2 separate regions of the Mus musculus genome follow, and region 1 is linked to region 2. A link is a contact called in public HiChIP or PLAC-seq data. All regions are on one chromosome and are shown on one strand. The core of a region is the stretch at or near the end of the contact, and the rest is flanking DNA. Distances in the headings are between cores, read along the strand shown. Region 1 has its middle 63 kb from the start of Gm39264. Region 2 overlaps Cotl1 (coactosin-like 1 (Dictyostelium)).

What was found. HiChIP or PLAC-seq counts read pairs in DNA pulled down with a chosen protein or histone mark.
Region 1: a FOXA1 HiChIP or PLAC-seq map of pancreatic cancer cells shows a contact between it and region 2. The contact joins two enhancer-like sites.

The regions. Positions count from the first base shown.
Region 1 is chr8:120,406,331-120,410,039 of GRCm38.p6, reverse strand. It overlaps a transcript of Gse1 not described here. Among named protein-coding and RNA genes, the nearest start is that of Gm39264, 63 kb to the right of the region's middle. Within about 2 kb of position 2,074, at least 88 of the 459 cell types and tissues checked have an H3K27ac peak or open chromatin away from gene starts, as enhancers often do. A contact at or near this core is called in pancreatic cancer cells, where this site is marked.
Region 2 is chr8:119,811,089-119,814,867 of GRCm38.p6, reverse strand. The region is part of intron 3 of Cotl1 (coactosin-like 1 (Dictyostelium)); the gene reads left to right. Among named protein-coding and RNA genes, the nearest start is that of Cotl1, 28 kb to the left of the region's middle. Within about 2 kb of position 1,752, at least 163 of the 459 cell types and tissues checked have an H3K27ac peak or open chromatin away from gene starts, as enhancers often do. A contact at or near this core is called in pancreatic cancer cells, where this site is marked.

The sequences.
Region 1 (3,709 bases), core at 825-3,324, 590 kb before region 2:
CCTGTGCCTATGCAAACCATGTTATACATGTATGTGTTATGTGTGTTAGACAGTGTGGACCAAAGGCTCTCCAGACACCCACCCTCCTCCACAACCTCATGTGTGTGAGCGTGTACATATGTGCCTGTGTGTTCTTCTGCCTGTCATGTCTCTGAACAAAGTACACCCTCTACTCTGCAAGCAGACACCATCTGTCTCCCTTGCCGCTTGGCCATTTGAGCCGTTGTTTGGGGGGCTGGGGGGTGGAGACCTCCCTGCAGAGAGGACCAGATGGTGGAGTGGACCATTTCCCTACCGGCCCTCCCTGTGGCCCACCCTGGCCTCCGGGCCACCTGGGGCATGGCAGGGCACCACTCCCAGCCCTGGTGCCTCAAGGCTGCCCTGACCCCCTGGCCCCAGCTCCACCACAAGTGGCCTTTTGCCCCGGCCACATTAATCTCTGTCCAGGTCAGTTGGCTGAGGCAGGAGAGCAAACAGGGCAAGTCCCCAGGGCGTGCAGACAGAGTGGCTGTCGAGTGACCCCCAACAGCCCTGGCTCAGGGCTCAAGAGGGCAGAGGGCAGAGGGCGGAGGGCAGAGGGGTGAGTTCCCATGTGTCTCCGGACCTTCAGGGATCTGGAGGGGGAGACAACTTTGTCCCCAGCAGATCACTGCTGCAGGTCAACCGCTTGTCTCTCAAGCAGGTCATACAGTGGCTCTGAGAAGCACAGGGTCTGTACTTCCTCACTGGCCATTCCAGGTTCCCTGGGGACTCTTGAGGCAGCTGTCAATCACTTGTGTAGTTATTCAATAGATAAACTGCTGAGACCGAGTGAGCAGGGCACAGGGCTCCCTCCCAGACCAACTGCACGCACTAAATTCTGGTCTCTCACTGCCTAACTGCAGAGCCTTGGTAAGGGGTATCAACAGAAACTGGGCCTCAGTTTCCCGATCGCACTCACATTCCAGGCCGCTCTGTGGCCTGGGAGAGGCCCACAGGCCTCCGACTCACAGACATCACATGCATTAAGGGAGGTGCCAAGAAGGGAGGGTCCCAGGCATCAGCAGGAGCTCCTGCCAGGGCATCCTATTTCCTTTCTACATCTCTGGAGGATGAGACCCAAAAGAACAGGAACAAAGCTGCAGGACCCTGGGGGTGGCAGAAGCTCTGACTGTCAGGTGTGCTGTCTATTCCAGCCACAGGGGAGGGGGAGGGGCAGGAACCACAGGGAGGCAAGAGAACAGGCAGGAATATGGTGGCCAAGGCCTGAGCTTCTGATGGCTCTTTATAATGTACGCCCTGTGCTGAGAACTTTCTAGCCACAGAACCCCCAGAAAGTTCCAGGCTCTTTCTTGTACAAAGATGTTAACAGCTAAAGGGTCAAAGGGGAGCTGAGTCTCCGCACACCCCCTGCTGGCTAGCCCTAGGCCTGGAAGGAAACAACGTGAGAAATGGATGTATGTATGTCTGCATTCTGTACCGGAGGCACAAGCCCAGGCAGGGCAAGGGACAGGGCCCAAGTAATGACTGATGGGCATCTGGGCATCCGTGGGCTGCTTCTTCCTGGGCTCTGATCCCTCACAAGTGCGGGTGGTGTGGGAGCTGGTTTCCGCTCTCCCTGCTACCATTTCCCTCCCAGGCATCATATGGCTTCCTGGGGACAGCAGGGGACCTGGCATTTGGCCTCTTCGGGCTTTCTAGACATGAGATCAAGGAAGGGAGAGTGATTTCCTTGAGGTCAGCTCTCTGTTTACATATGAAAGGCCCCCACTTCCTCCGGGGAATGGGGGCTGTTTAGAGGAGGGGCACAGAGGGTCTTGTGACCCCAGGAGTCCCCTCAAGGGCCTCTAATGAGGTGGTCAGATGGTAGGAAGAGGCTGTGTGGACAGGCCCCTTGAACAGGCCACTTCTTAGTTCGTGCCTCCCCCTCCCTTCCCTTAATGGGGAATTTCATGGGTGTGGTAGCTTGTGAGAGAAGCTATGCCCCGCCCACCTCTGCCATCTGTTCAAGGCCAAAAGTCACAGGGAAGGGGTGAATAAGGAGGGGAGGGCCACTCAGTGGCCTGACCCCCTCCTGTCCCACTCACTCACACCAGATGTCTCCAGCCCACCCCGCTGCCAGGAGCCCACCGAGGTGGATGGGGCTAGTCCTGGCTGGGCCGGGCCTGTGGCTCCCTCTGCAGTCACAGCACAGCCTAGCAGCACTGAAGCCTCACAGGTGTTGATGGTTAGCACCTCCCGGCGGCCTGCCCGTCACAAGTGGGGGAACTTTCTCGGTCTCTCTCTGGGGTTTGAAGTTTGGGCTGTGTGAATCTGGCCAGGCCTCCAGGGGGCACTGGGAGGGCACATCCTACCCCAGAGATTCATCTTTGTCCCATGGGGGTACCAAATTCTGCTTCCTTGAGGCGGTACCCAAGCAACATGCCTCAGACAGCAGGTTGACAAATTCATACGAGGGTGTGGATGGACGAACGACAGGCTTGCACACGGGAGCCGGAATTTAGGGTTAGCATAGGGCTGAGCCAGTGGCTGCTGTGTGACCTGAGGCTCAGGTCTTGAGATCTCTGGGCAGTTTGTAGATAGCATTAAGGGTAGATCTGAACAGACTCTATTAACCCTGGACTGAGGGAGGCCCCAGCCACCTTAGTCCCAATTTCTGAAAGGCTTCTGGAGATAGAGAGTTTTCACAGGAAGCTGCCCAGCAGAGCCTCCACAGGGGACATTGTAGCTACAGCACCCAGCACCCGTCCTCACAGGCAGGACAGATAGGGCCCAGGGGAGTGGAGGCACCCTCTGTCATCCACTCCAACATAGGAATCCCTCTGCCTGGATTCCTGTGTGGGGACACTGGCCACATGTGTGCAGCCAGTTCTAAGAGACCAGGACACATGTGGGTCTGAGCTGGCCTGGCCCACCGCAGAGAGGAGAGAGGTCTGTGCATCACTTGGGAGGACTGTGAGGTACCAGGGCATCCCACATAGTCTTCTCCCTCCCAGGTGACTCCCATGAGCCCACAGGCTCCGTCCCTCCCATGACATCAGATGCCAGATGAAAGAGAACACACAGTTCTACAGCTGTGACAGGTTCAGAATCCCAGAGACAGGGTGGCAGCCGGCAACGAAAGGCGCCATCTTTGGATCTGTATAGGGGAAGCAGAGTAGCTAATCTGCAGGCCAATCTGCAGCCTGCTGCCCTCCCTGATGGGACTTTGCCTAACCTACAAGAAATGAAATGAAAGGCCTTATGGTAAGTCCATTGAAACCATCAAAACGCCAACATTTCTATTGTGAGCACTTGCGATACCTCAGGGGCTCATGTGACTGGTGGCTCTTTCTAGGAGTTCAGACAGGGGAACATAGAGAGGCTGGAACTGCCTGGAGCTATGGAGTTGTTAGAGATATTCAACTCCCTGGTCCTTGGTGTCCTTGTCTATAAATGTGGGCAAGAGTCCCTTCCCATTGGGCTGAGGAGAGACTCGAGCCCTGAATAAACTGCTTTGCCACAGAAGCAAAACGACCAGGGCGGAATCCCCAGAGCCAGGTGTGGTGGTGTGAGCTTTTTTTCCAACTCTGGGAAGACGGCGATGGAAGATCTGTGCGGCTTGCCAGTCAAACCTACGAGTGAGTCACAGACTTTCTAAGAATGTGGGACATTTGCAAGGGATTCATGTTAAGAGCAGAGTGAGCCATGGAGGGAGTTGTCCTTGCCTGTCTAAGTGCCCAAGAACCAC
Region 2 (3,779 bases), core at 503-3,002:
AACGGTTAGTAGAATTCACACCCTAGATGGGAAGCGCATACCACTTGTGTCAGGCCTTTTGTTGGGGCGGGGGCCTGTTTGCCTGCCTGAGCTGCCTCTTCCAATTTCCCAGATGGGGAGGGACTGCCCTTGGAATAGCAGGAAAGAGGACCCTCAGCGTTGTCTCCAGGGCTGTCCATAGGTCACTTGAGACCATAAATGAGCTTGGATGGAAACTGGTAAACTCATTTAGAAAGATGTATAGGGAAGGGCTGGATCATAGGTATGGGAGATGCAGAAGGTTCCTGGAGTCAGGTAGGGTGTGGGGATAGGTGTTAGCTAAAGACTGGGAGTGACTGCCATTGGTCCAACCACATGAAGTCCTCACCGTGGTCCAAGGGGTAGGAATGATTTCCTAGGCTTTACCATATTCCTGCTGGGGGGGATGTGAGTCTGCACACACCCCTGACTTCAGCTGGGCAGTGTGGTCTCTTGTGGGGTGAGGAGAACAGAGCCAGGTTCATCAGCCCCGAGCCAGGCTCGTGGCGAGCAAGGCCGCAGTCTGACTGATTGTTGATGAGAGACATCAGCCCGTAGCGAAGACCCAGGCTCTGTCTCGGAACCACAGTATGGCTTGGGCTCCAGTGGCCTCAGAAATGCTAGCTGCCTGCCTTGGTCACTTGGAGGGAAAACCATTCAACCCAAGATGAGGGACTCTTGATTCTGCCTTCTAACTTTGAGGTTCCCCAGAACAGCAGGAGTGGAAGGTCGTGACCTGGGGGGTGGGGATGGGGAGGCTGGAACGTGTGATCGGCACCCCCACACTGCTCTCCCACAGTAATAGTCCCAGAGGATCCGTCTCTGGCCTCTGCAGGCAGCAACTATAAAAAACGAATCTGCAGACAAAGTTGTCTTCTGTGGCAGCAGAGAGGAGAGAATGTCCCGTGTGGCTGACCCCACGTGGCTGTTCTGTCAACTTTGGAGACTTGGAAGCATTCGCTTCATGGCGATTTGGTTTTAAATGTGCCTCAAGGTTCGAGGTGTTTTTTTTTTTTTTTTAAGTTTGGGACAGTGAATATGTGTGCACGTACGTGGTGTATCTCTGGTAGAGTATAGACGATTTTGCCTATTTACATTTCTTGCTCTGTACCATTCACTAGTCTGATCTCCTTTTTGAGACGGAGTCACATGTACTAACTTTGTGTGGGGATTTGTGCACACCACAGCAGCATGTGGAGTCTGGACAGCGTGCAGGGGCTGGCCTCTCCTTTCATGGGGGGGGGGGGGGGGCGGGGCAGGGCGGGGATCTGAGATCATCAGGCTTCGAGACGAGTGCCTTTACCTTCTGAGCCATCTCCCCACCCAGTCTCGAATTTCTGATCCTCTTCTCTCTGGGATTACAGGCCTGCGCCAACACGCCAGGTTTATGAAGTGCTGGGGCTTGAACCCAGGGCTCTGTGCACGCTAGGCATGCCCTCCGCCAGCTGAGCCACGTGCACAGCCCCTGTTTGTTTGTTGAGACAGAGTTTTGCTATGTAACACAAACTGGCTTCAGACTGGTGGGCAGTCAGTCTCCTGCTCTCTGGGCTTGCATCCCACACTGCCTGGTTGTAGTGTGACCACGGGACAGCTCTTGTGGTTTTAGCCATAGCTGCACCCAGCCCTTAGAACTTCCCTTTAGATTTCTTAGTCCTTATCTTGTCTTCCTAAACTCTTGTTCCTGACCCAGACTTCAGGTTCTTCTTTACATTGCCATATAAGGCTGTCAAACAAGCAGAGGACTTTGAACTTCCTCTTAGGCTTCTTGCCCCATTGACTTCCTTGCTGGGGCACCCGCGCCCCTCCCCCGTGCCGCTGGCCTGGGAGTTGAGACACAACTCTCTATTCTCTTTCCAGACCTGGGGTCCACTGCCTTCCATGGTCTGGGTCACATGCATAAGCTTAGCAGTGCTGGCCCTGGGGCTGCTGGGAAGGGTCTTTGAATTTGGGGCTGCATAAGGCTGTCTCAGCTCTGCCCCCAGGGCCTTATCGTAACCTGGTAAAAGGCTAATGTATTGAGGGTGGATTCAGTCAGATTGTGTGAGGCTTGCCTCTCTTGGCAAATATTAACCCCTCCTCCATATCCTGCCATGTCTTGGTGGCCTTGCTCATGGTATCTAGGAAGCCGAGAACGTGATCTTTCTGGTGCTATGGCGACTTTGCTGATTTTGGTTTTTATTGATGTAAAATCCATTTAATGTAAAAGTAAGCTCTTTAACCACCCCTCCCTAGTTCCAAAGCATTTTGCTCCCTTTCTTGATATCTACATATAGTAGTTGGGGGTGAGGACAGTGCTGGGGCTTGAACCCGCGCCCTCCTGCCTGCTAAGGTAAGCACTGAACTGAGCCACACTCCTGCTCTGAGGCTGTAGTCCCAGGTCTGTGACCTTGGGCAGGCATTGTGGTCTTCAGACTCTGTCTTGTTTGTAAAAGAAAAATAATCTTGATTGTCTTTGAGAATTTTTATCTTTTGGTTTTTCGAGACAGGGTTTCTTGTGTAGCCCTGGCTGTCCTGGAACTCGCTCTGTAGACCAGGCTGGCCTCGAATCCCAGAGAGCCACCTGTCTTTGCCTCCTGAGTGCTGGGACTAAAGGCATATGCCACCAGTTCCTGGTGTCTTTTGGAATCTGAAAAGCTGCCATTGGGCTGGTGTGGGGCAGAGTGAGCTGCTCTTCTGACCCCTGCTGGCTTGCAGTCACCTCCACGAACTGTGCAGTTTTACCACAATGCGTCTTAGATGACATCTGCCGTTTCCTGTTTTGTCTCCCACCCCTGGTCACCTCTGGTCTGCTTTCTCTGTGGATTTGCCTTTTTTGGACATTTCCTGTCAGAGGAACCAGACAGTGGGTGGCTCTTCATGTCTGTCTGTTTTTGCCCATGTTCAGGGATTTGTTCGCCCATGTTGCACCGGGCATTAGAATTTCATCGATGACTAATTAATGCGTCACCATTTGGAACGTCCATGCATTGAGGGTCTGCCTTACCCTCTCTTCTCATCTGATGGCTAGCTACCTGGGGTGCTTGGCTGTTTGGGGTGAATCACGTAGCTGTGAAGTCTGGGCATGTGTGTCTGTGCCCGGGTGATTTCATTTCTCTCAGGCAGAGCTTTCAGTGTCCAGCCCTAGGGTCATAGTTGCAGTTTTCCATATTTTGACACTGTAGCTTGGTCTCAGTACCACAGCACAGTGTGTGTGTGTGTGTGTGTGTGTGTGTGTGTGTGTGTGTGTGTGTAGCGATTATGGTGTCATAGGCCTGGGGATGTTGCTCAGTGGTAGAGTGCTTGCTTGCCTAAGACTAGGGCCTGAGCTCCTTCTCCTAGTACTGATGCAGGTGTGGGAGTACGATGTGCAGTGTTGAGGAGCATGCCTGTGGGGTGTGTGTGTGTGTGTGTGTGTGCGCGTGTGTGTACCTCTTACCGTACAGGCTTTTGTTGGCCTTAAATTTCTATTATCTGAGGCTGGCTATGAACTCCCACGCCTCCTGCCTCCATCTCCCTAGTACTGGCTTTACAGGTAGGTATGCCACCCTCGGCTCTTTTATGTGGATAATTTCCCAACCTTTGGACTCGTGTGCATCCTGCAGCTTTCTTTGTCTTCCCTTGAGATTTTCTTGGTTTTTATTGTGCCTCATAATCCGCATATAAAATGACGTAATTCTCACGGTTCAGTGTTGCCTGATAAGATACCTCCTGCTTCACATTCTCACGTGGGCCAGGCCCTGGGCTCATCTGATCAAAGCCTAAAGTCCTAAGAAGTGACCACA